Linked DNA regions of Mus musculus: regions 1 and 2 are each linked to region 3. A link is a contact called in public HiChIP or PLAC-seq and promoter capture Hi-C data. All regions are on one chromosome and are shown on one strand. Each heading gives the region's core, a stretch centred on a gene start, on an enhancer-like site or on the middle of the called end of the contact. The rest is flanking DNA. Distances are from core to core; before and after follow the strand shown.

Region 1 (3,147 bases), core at 501-3,000, 680 kb before region 3:
TACAGAAATGGGTACTGCAGAGAGCTTCCTGAGTACAGACACTGAGACCATGTCACTTGGCCGGATGGCTGTGTGACCCCAGGCAAGTAACATAAACTCTCTGGTCCATAAAAGAAAGCTAAAAAGATAGTAGGTTATTGTGAAGATGAGTGGGTTTGTTTAGTCTTTTCAATGCTTGGCATGAGTTGTCTTCTGTTTTCACTGCTTGGGTAGACATTGGGAAGCTGAGGAAAGCAGTGGGAAAGGGCAGGCCGGGTGATCTTCAGAGAGTAACTATTTATTCCCCATGGTTCGCCATCCACCTCAGCCCAGGTCCCCTCTGCTTAGACCCGCCCCACTGCAAAGCTTACCTTCTCTCCCCCGGTGCTGAGTCTGAGCGGGGGCAGAAAAGGGTCATAAAGAACCCGCTTCAGCTCCACATCCACGGGGCTCTGCCGCTTCCCCACAGCGCACAGGCTCCAGGCAGCGTTCACCAGGCCCCAGAAGGGAGGCCCTATGGGAACAGAAATAGGCTGGATTCCAGGCAGGACCTGCTGTGTGGATTGGGGCAGGGATAACCCCAGCTGAAGGAAGAAAACGAGGGAGGAAATCAGGAGCTTTGGGTCTAAGAGAGAAAGAACATGAGAGCCAGAATCCTGATTCCTCGAAGAATTTTGGAATCCCTTCCTAGGAGCTCATAACTGCTCCAAGCCTTGTTCCCATCTTTAAAAGGGCTATGTGAAAACAGAACTACAACTCCCAGTAAGCCTCAGGGGTGAAAACAACTCATCAATCTCCGGCCTGCCCCGTAGCCCCATGGGAGTTGTAGTTCTTTTAGTCTCCCAGGTCCCACAGCTGGATAAGAATATTAGGGGAGAAGAGTTATAAAAGAGGACTTCGAAGCCCCGGGCGAGGGGGCGGGACAGGGACCCGAGCTACCGAGTGTGTGCCTTCCAGCAGGAATAGGACCTGTCTATGGCTGCAAACACACACATTTCTCCACCCCCACACTTTCCTTGCACTCACTCCCACTCACTACTTGAAATGCGCATGTATAATGTCCCATGGTGAGCCGCTGAGGTTCAGAGGCTGGGCCCCACTCCTGAGGGAAGAAGGCAGGGGCTGGGAGCTTTGGTCCTATGGAAGATGAGAAGATCGAGGACCCAGACTCCTGAGCCTAGGAAAAACGGCGCCTAGGGATATGGGGTCGGGCTCTGGGTCTCCACCCTGTTTGCACCTGGCACGAAGTTTCCCTGGAGATTCTCCTTGTAGCTCCACCAGTCCTCGGGATCAGGTGCAGGTCCGATGTGAGCTGGGAAGAGAGCAGCTGCATCCCTCTCCTAGGCACCCCACCCTGTCCCTCCCTCAGAGGATGCTGCCAGGACCCCCAGGTCTTACCTGCCGCTCCCAGTGCGGCCCAGAGTACCAGCGCTTGAGGGGCGCTCAGGCGAGCGGCACCCCCCATCCAAGAGGCCTCGGAGCGACCCTTTCCCAGCGCCCGACCCCCTAGCTCTTCCCTCCCCTCCTCTTGGGACTTCCAGCCTGGCTGTCACCAGAACGGGAGCCCCAGCTCCCGGGATACAGGGGCTGGGACCGTGTACCCCAGAGCCCGTTTGACGCTCACTCCTCCGCCCGCCTGGGCCCGCTCCCTGCACTCGCTCTACCTCCCGAAGCTGCGATCGCCCTCGCCGGCCCCGGGTCCCTCTCGGTGCCAATGCACACCCCTTCTTCGCTCTCAACCAGCGAACCCGGCCGCGCACTCGCCGCGTGCGCTCCTCTCCCTCCGCCTCCTCCCTCACCCTGCCTTCTCTTCTTCCCTCTGTCCTCTTCCTCCTCCCTATTCGACTCTGCCTTCCCTTCTTCCTTCTATCTCACCTCCTCCCTCACCCTGCGCTGCCTCTCCCTCTTTCCATCTCCACCTCCTCTCGTCTTCTTCCCCACCCCCTCTTCCATCACCTCTGGTCCTGCTTCCCTCTTCCCCACCCACTTGCTCCCACTGGTTTGATGTTTGGTTGGGGGGTCTCCGCAGTAGAAAGGGCCGCACCCCTGGGCCCAGCCCTGGAAAGGGAGGTGCAGTGTAGCCGACGGAGCCCGAGGCCCCCAGCTCCAGGTGCCAAGGCTAGAAAGGACCGGGCGCTAGGGGCCTGGCGTGCAGAAAACCAGCTGGTCAGGACGGGGAGGCAGAGGCTTGCGGGACTGGAGGGTGAGAAGGCTGGAGGTGAGCTGATGCTGGGAAGGAGGGACAAGGTGCCCTGAAAGGGGACCAGGGGGAGCAAGATGTCAAGTGGCAGGGAAAGACAGAAATAGACACAGGGAGACTTTATGGTCAGGGCTGGGCAAGAAGGAGAGACAAATAAAGAGACACATTACAGAGTCACAGAGACACAGAGAGAGTGCTTAGAGACAAGCGAGCAAGATGCTATGCAGAAAGGAAAGAGAGATAGAGACTAAAAAGCATGATGTCGGGTCATAGAAAAAGAGACAAAGGCATAACTACATAGAGGGAGCATGGTGGTTCTCACTTCCCATCCCTGCATGCAGGAGGCTGATTGGAAGCCATCCTGTGCTACACAGTAAGACCTTGTCTGAACAAAACAACTAACAGCTCACAGGAAAAAAAAAAAAAAAAAGAATGAATAAGTCACAGAAGGACAGAGAGGTGGAGAGAGGCAACCACCAAGAAATACAGTAGAGATAGACACAAGGAGACCCACCCATGGGATTAGAGGAGCCAGGTGGGCCAGCAAGAAGGATGAAGACGGAGTGGAATAAATGCAGATACAGAGACACATCGGGAGATACCAAGGCACAGAATAGAGAGAGAAAGATCATTTAGGCAGGAAATGGAGGGCAGACAGAGACCCAAAGATACACAAACACCAAGTATAAAAGAACAGAGAAGGAGACCTGGAGCCTCACAGAAGGGGCCCCATATACAGAGTTGCTCATGCACAGAGCAAGACAGAAGGACAGAAGCCCAGGCAGAGGAGAGGGCCTAGTCACAGACCAAATGACTTGAGGAGAGCACCGAGGACAGAGGGAGGCAGGCAGGCAGATGTGGTGAGTTGGAGAAGCTCATGTTGGAAACCATCATGTCTCCAAAAGCAAGGCAGCACAAGAAAGGAGTACAGGGAGCAGCAGGGAAGAGGGAGGAAGCACAGGGCACTG
Region 2 (2,969 bases), core at 197-2,696, 810 kb before region 3:
GTTTCTTTCCTGGGCCCTGGCTTTGTATGGGTATGGGAGGGGCTTCTGAGACAGAGTCTGGTACTCACACTGAGGTCTGACTCCTACACTCTCTTGTAGTCTGGCTCCCCTGTGGCCACCTTCAAGCAACATATGGCCCCCGTGACCTCTGTTGAATGGCACCCTCAGGACAGTGGGGTCTTCGCAGCCTCAGGTGCTGACAACCAGATCACACAATGGGACCTGGCAGTTGAACGGGACCCAGAGTCGGGGGAGACAGAGACAGACCCTGGGCTGGCGGCACTCCCCCAGCAGTTGCTGTTCGTGCACCAAGGTGAGACTGACCTGAAGGAGCTACACTGGCACCCACAGTGCCCGGGGGTCCTGATCAGCACCGCCCTGTCAGGCTTCACCGTCTTCCGCACCATCAGTGTTTGAGGTGGCCAACACTTGGCCTCAAGACTTGGCTCCACATGGGAACTGGATCGGTTAACTTGGCAAGGATCATTAGGCCTGTAGACTGCACCTCAGGAAGGAAGACTTGTTCAACTGGCCTACGTGGAACAGAAGGAACGGACTCTACTGACCTGGTATCTCTAAGGATTTGGATTGACCCTTGGCCCTGCCTTACACCAAAGACTAGGTGCAGGCAAAGATCCTTGCCTGTCCCAGATACGGCCTCAGGATGAGATTTTTGTCAGTGTTGACTCCTGGCTTGACCCCAAGGACCTCTGACCAGGGACCTAATTCTGGCTGTTGATCAACTTCAGGAACTTTAAGGGTTTTGCCATAGCTGGGCCAAGTCTGGGTCTGTGTCACTCCAGTGGAATTTAATTCTCTCTCTGCCTTCTGGCCAGTTAGATTTGGTTGAGATCCAAGTAGGGAGCCATCTGGGGTGCCCTCCTGTGCTGACCACTACTGTACTGGAGGAGGGTCTGGGGCTTCTGCTGTAATAAAGGACCACAATAAGGCCCCAGACACCAAGCTACAAGTCCTCTGAGCTTCTTTGCTGTGAGAAACCTAATGGTGGTAGGGAGGGGTTTGGTATAGAGCTGTCCCCTGCAGCCCTTCACCCATGCGACTCTCACCCTCTGGGCTTTCCCATGTTGTCTGGCTCCGAATGAGTAACTCTGTTTCTTTCTGGACCCCTGGCTCAGTAAGGCATCATCCTAGGGGAGCTGAGAACCCACACTTCCTCCCCTTTATCACTTACTCAGTATTTCCTGCTGAGTTCCCTAAGCCATCCGTGCCCTTCAGATGCCTCTATTTCCCATGTTCCTGATCTCTCCTGTCCCTCCCTGCCTCCCACCCATTATCTGCACTGTCCTCTCTAGTCTGCCTGGGCCGCAGCCCAGTGCCCTGCCTGGCCAGCCTCCCTGGCTCCCCCTCTGCAGTGCTGAGCCGGCTCCACCCCCACCCCCACCCCCCTCTGTTCAGGCCCTGATCCGCTGGAGCTCAGAGGTTGGGTGCCCCGGCTCAGGCTCAGGCCCCAGGGGCCGAGGACAGACCTGAACACATTAGCACCCACAGAGGCCCCTCTCCAGCCTGAGCAGAGGAACCCCCAGTGCAGGGAATGGGGGTGGGCGGCCCCCCCCAGGTAAGTGCAGATATGAGCCAGCCTGCCTCACCTTCCCTCTTCCCCCAACACCTTCCCTGATGTTCTATCCAGAAGTCTTCCCACTCTAGCACCCCACTTCTTGGTTTGTATCTCTGGTCAATTCCGACTTCATACATTTTCTCACTACCCCATTCTCCCTTTGAAAGGCAGCTCCTCACTCTCCCCATCCATCTGCATTTCATAAGATATGATCTTCATTTCTCTTTTCATTCTTATTCAGCCTTTGCTGACCTTTCTGGGTCTTGCCTGCCTCACCACCCCTGCCTGGTCTTTGTCTCTTTTTCTCTGTGTGTCTCTACCCTTTTTTCTAGGTCCCTGTTTCTCTGGTTGGTCTCTGTCTTTTTCTCTGGATTTCTGAGTTCCAGTTCACGGCCACTGTGACTCTGTTTCTGTGTGTGTGTGTGTGTGTGTGTGTGTGTGTGTGTGTGTGTGTGTGTCTGTCCCTCTCTCTGGGTCTCTTGTTTCTCAGTTGGTCTCGTCTGTCTCTTTCTCTGGGTCTCTGTCTCCCAGCTCTCCGCCACTGTGACTCTGTTTCTGTGTGTGTGTGTGTGTGTGTGTGTGTGTGTGTGTGTGTGTGTGTGTCTGTCCCTCTCTCTGGGTCTCTTGTTTCTCAGTTGGTCTCGTCTGTCTCTTTCTCTGGGTCTCTGTCTCCCAGCTCTCCGCCACTGTGACTCTGTTTCCATCTCTGGGTCTTTGCTCTCTCTCTAGGTCTCTTGTTCCTCTGAGTCAGTCCTGCACTACCCCAGCCCCCTTGGGTCTGTCTCCTGGACCATGCCACGGTGACCTCTTGTTTTTCTGTCTAGGTTTCTGTGCCTTCCTCAGTGTCTCTGTTTCTGAGTTGGTATTTGTCACTCTTTCTGGGTTTTTGTCTGTGTGTTGTTTCCTCCCCTCCGAGCCCCAGCTCAGCACTCACTTTGCATCTTCTTTGGGCCTGGTTACCCCAGTGTGCCTGGGTTAGCTGGCTACCTTGGAGACCAGGAAAGCCCCTGTCCCCTTTGAGGGGGCCTCCTTTGGGGTTCTCTCAGTATCCTCTGTTGCCACTACTTGGCAGAGGTAGGGGTGCCATTTCGTGTAAATGGGAGGGGCGGGGTTTTTGGCTCCAGATTATATAGTGACTTTGACATGAAGTTGAAGTACCTTAAGCCCTGTGGCTCCTTTATATGGAAACATTAAGCTGCTCTTGTAGGTCAGGTGGAAGATGGGGGGTGTGGATCAGGATCCTCCACCCCATCTTTTGCAGGAGCCGCCTAGCACTGGGCCATGTGGGATGCAGATGGCTCTCTGAAGGTATAAATCCCACCCAATCTAAGGTGGACACAGGTCTACCTCAGGCAGTAGCAGAGTTGTGGTCAGAGGTTTGGGACCTAAGACA
Region 3 (3,216 bases), core at 438-2,937:
TCACTTGGAGAATCGAGGATGAAGACACTATACCATCTAACAGTTTTGATTGGCAAGGATTCCCTGCTCAACACTTAACACTTGACCTGGTACCGGTCAGCGACCAGCTTCTGAGAATTCTGGTTGAGCAAAGTAGCTGCCGATCTTGCTGTCTCTCTCTTCCCTTCCTCTCCCCCCCTCCCCCCATTCCTTCCCTCCTCTTGCTCCCTCCTCCATAAGCAGCCTCCAGTGTCTCCTCCCCTGGGAAGGTCTAGGTTCCAATCCTGCTTCAGAGAGGCAGCCCCACCCTTATCCCCGCCTCTCCCTTCCTGACTGTGTCCTGCTACTTCCAACCAGGCCTCTGGCCATCTCCAGGTTTGGCCCTTGGTGCTAGGGGCTCAAATTTGGACTCTTTCTTCCCACTGTAGGTTTCTCAACGGCATTGCCGGAGGCTCCTAGTCTGTGAATGTCCATCACCCAGGAACTTCTACAACAGCAAGTGGGCCCTCACTTTCCTAGTGTTGCCCTGATGTGGGGAGGCTCCCCGTGGGAACTGGGTGGAGGTTTCCGGGGCTGGGCTGGATTTTCTGAACTTGGCTGCTGAGGCTGAAGGTGGCTTCCTCTCTAGAGTGCTTGCTAAGGGCTGAGGCTAAAAGGGGTGCAAGGAATGGAGAGGATGAGGTTTGGTGTGTGTGGGGGGATGATTAGGACCCCAAAGTAAATAGATGCCCAAGGGTGAGAACAGCCTGGAGGGTTGGTTCCTGATGTAGGAGAGGTCTATTTATGGGACCTAGAACCTTCCAAGTAACAGGTCTCTGGAGGCTGTGAAAAACCTGAGTTCTATGCTTTTCTTTTTAAATCTGGAGATGACATGGGAGCTACTTAGAGTTTTCAGGGTTGAGGGTAAGGAGTTTGAGTGGGGAACTTAGGATGGAGAAATGGTTGGTTTTCCTTGGGGGTAGGATGGGGGGCTGCATTTAGCAGAATGGGGTATGCCAGATATTGGTGTTTTCCCAGGATGGTCATGTAGCAGGATCTTTCTGAAATCTCAGGTCTGAAGGGAAATCCTCTTCAAGCAGGGGTTACAGGGTGCCTGTTTTAGGACAGAGTGGTCCCAGCTGAGTCTTAGAATCAAAGTCTGGGCAATGATCAGGAGATTAGAGCCTCGGGGAGTGCTTGGGGTCTGAATGGAGCAACTGTTTGGAATTTAGGGTACTCCCAGTTGGTGAGCGGGGCTAGACAGACTAGGATGAGGGCTCTCAGGTACCTCTAGGAGGGTGATTTGTCCCAGGACATATTAGGAGAAAGCTTCCCCTCATGAAGGGGGTGGAGGCCCTGGGCATTTGGAGTCGCAATCAGAGGGTTAGAGATCCTCTTAGGAGGGTCTTAATGATGGTTCTGGGAGAAGCGAAAGTTTCAGGGAACCCAAAGGGCTCAAAGTCTCGATCTCGGGGAAACCCTCCCCGGTGAGGGCCCACTACCTGGATGAACTGGATGGTCAGCGCGCTCTTGCCCACGCCGCCGCCGCCTACGACCACCAGCTTGTGAGTCTCGCCGGGCGGGGGGTCCCTGGGTCCCGGCCCCCCGCCCCGGGGCCGCCCCCGCCCAGTCCCGGACGCCGCCCCGCTGCTCATGTCGCCACCGCTGCTGCTGCCGCCGCTACCGCCTAGGGGGAGTCAGGAGAGACCAAGGGGTGGGTTATGCTAATAATACTGCATAAACATGAGCTTTGGCCAGAGGACACGAGTCTCCGGATGCTTCTGGAGGAGGCGAGGCCAGAGTGAGGGAGGAGCTAGACTAATAAGGGTAGGGGAAACAAGGTTGCAAAAACGGGGAATTCCAAGAGGGGTGGGGATATGCTAATGACCCTGTGTCCACCCTAAGCACAGCCACGAGCTCTCCTCCTGCAGTCCGCCTTTGGGAGGAGCTATGCTAATAAACCCCATCTTTGGGCGAAAAAGTTTTCTTCGGGGCGGGGATATGCAAATTAAATGTTGCGGTAGTTATTATCTAAGGACCACTGTTTCTGGTAGGTGTGGCTTGGGGCTCCTTCTCAGGGCCGTATATAGGGAGATCTTAGGACAGCACAGGTCTCAAAATTAATCTCCGCCTCCTCCCTGGGATTGTCGCCAAGTTCTCTGCCCCAGCTTCGTTCTAGAGGCTGGCGTCTCGGCCTGTCTATGGACTTAGGCTTCCGGTTCCCGCTGTCCCAGCCAAACGGAAGATAGACTGGGAGGGGAGCTGGGGCCCTGGAGGGGGACAGCAGGGTAACTGGGCAGGACGGGCTGTGAGATCACCACATTCCTAATCCATGAGCCAGTTCATCCTAGTCGGGAAGTCCGGGTCTAGAAGGGCCGACAGCCAGGATTTCTGGGCTTTGGAAGGATGCGGTTGATAGCTCAGACACTGGTTCCTACGAGAGTATTGAGTTAGAGACTTAGATTTCTCCGGTCCGACTCCGGTCCAGGGGGTCGGGAGGGGCTCCTTACTACTACTGGGAAAGCTGGGAGTCTGGACTCATGGGGCCAAAGGATGGAGAGTCTGGGGACCCAGAATTCTGAGTTCGAGGGCATGAGTGCTCCGGGAGGGTTGTGGAAGAATTTAGCACTTACATTTATGTAAGATATGGTATTGACGTCCTGAAAGGGAAGAGGATTGAAATTCCAGAGTCCCAAGGAAGAGGGAAATGAGTCTTCACTCATCTGCTCTGAACCAGAAGACTCAGAGTTTGGATTTTCCTGTCCTGAGTAAAGGAGCTCTGGTTTGACTCCTGAGTTCTGAATTTAATGGAGATTATTTTAAGTTAAAGCCTATTCTGGACATCTTAGAATGAACTTATCTCAAAACAAACAAACGAAAAGAGGACTATAGATATAGTTTAGTGATAACATAGAACGTTTGTCTACCATGTATGAGCATTTAAATTCAATCTCTAGTTCCCCCCCCCCAATAAATAATTTTAGAAGCTGGGCATGATAACTGACGAGTCCCAGCACTGGGGAAACAGAAGCAGAAAGACAGCAGCAAGTTCCAAGCCCGTCTGAGATACATAAGACAGCGTCTCAAAAAAATCTTCTTAGGATTTATAGGAGAAAAAAATTAGAAGGGTTTCATATTCAGAAAGGACGACCATGGGCGGGGTAGCGTCCATCTTAATTGAACTACAATTCCCATGGATCTCAACAACGGAGCGCCTTTTTTACATCACTTCCTGATCCGCCGCCTTTTTCCCCGCGC

What was found. HiChIP or PLAC-seq counts read pairs in DNA pulled down with a chosen protein or histone mark. Capture Hi-C pulls out chosen DNA fragments and counts their contacts.
Region 1: a promoter capture Hi-C map of adipose tissue shows a contact between it and region 3, with 4 times the contacts expected there. The contact joins the promoter of Car11 here to the promoter of Rras in region 3. A contact is called at or near these places in 10 of 39 promoter capture datasets (the 3T3-L1 cell line, 3T3-L1-derived adipocytes, cranial neural crest and 6 more), 7 of 484 Hi-C or Micro-C datasets (CD4 T cells, cardiomyocytes, cerebral cortex and 3 more), 7 of 115 datasets of contacts at active chromatin or transcription factors (bone marrow-derived macrophages, embryonic hindbrain, heart atrium and 4 more) and 2 of 9 other capture datasets (adipose tissue and macrophages).
Region 2: a contact with region 3 is called in an H3K27ac HiChIP or PLAC-seq map of thymic regulatory T cells, with 5 times the contacts expected there. The contact joins the promoter of Kcnj14 here to the promoter of Rras in region 3. A contact is called at or near these places in 4 of 39 promoter capture datasets (hippocampal neurons, liver and pre-B cells), 7 of 115 datasets of contacts at active chromatin or transcription factors (astrocytes, bone marrow-derived macrophages, embryonic forebrain and 3 more) and 3 of 9 other capture datasets (adipose tissue, liver and pancreatic islet).

The regions. Positions count from the first base shown.
Region 1 is chr7:45,698,570-45,701,716 of GRCm38.p6, reverse strand. Car11 (carbonic anhydrase 11) reads right to left here and starts at 1,750. Exons shown (of 9, transcript NM_009800.4): 1 at 1,378-1,750; 2 at 1,217-1,291; 3 at 351-493. The coding sequence starts at 1,444.
Region 2 is chr7:45,823,224-45,826,192 of GRCm38.p6, reverse strand. It overlaps Kcnj14 (potassium inwardly-rectifying channel, subfamily J, member 14), which reads left to right and starts at 1,446. Exons shown (of 3, transcript NM_145963.2): 1 at 1,446-1,576. It overlaps Grwd1 (glutamate-rich WD repeat containing 1), which reads left to right. Exons shown (of 7, transcript NM_153419.2): 7 at 100-970. The coding sequence ends at 417.
Region 3 is chr7:45,016,413-45,019,628 of GRCm38.p6, reverse strand. It overlaps Rras (related RAS viral (r-ras) oncogene), which reads right to left and starts at 1,687. Exons shown (of 6, transcript NM_009101.3): 1 at 1,461-1,687. The coding sequence starts at 1,613.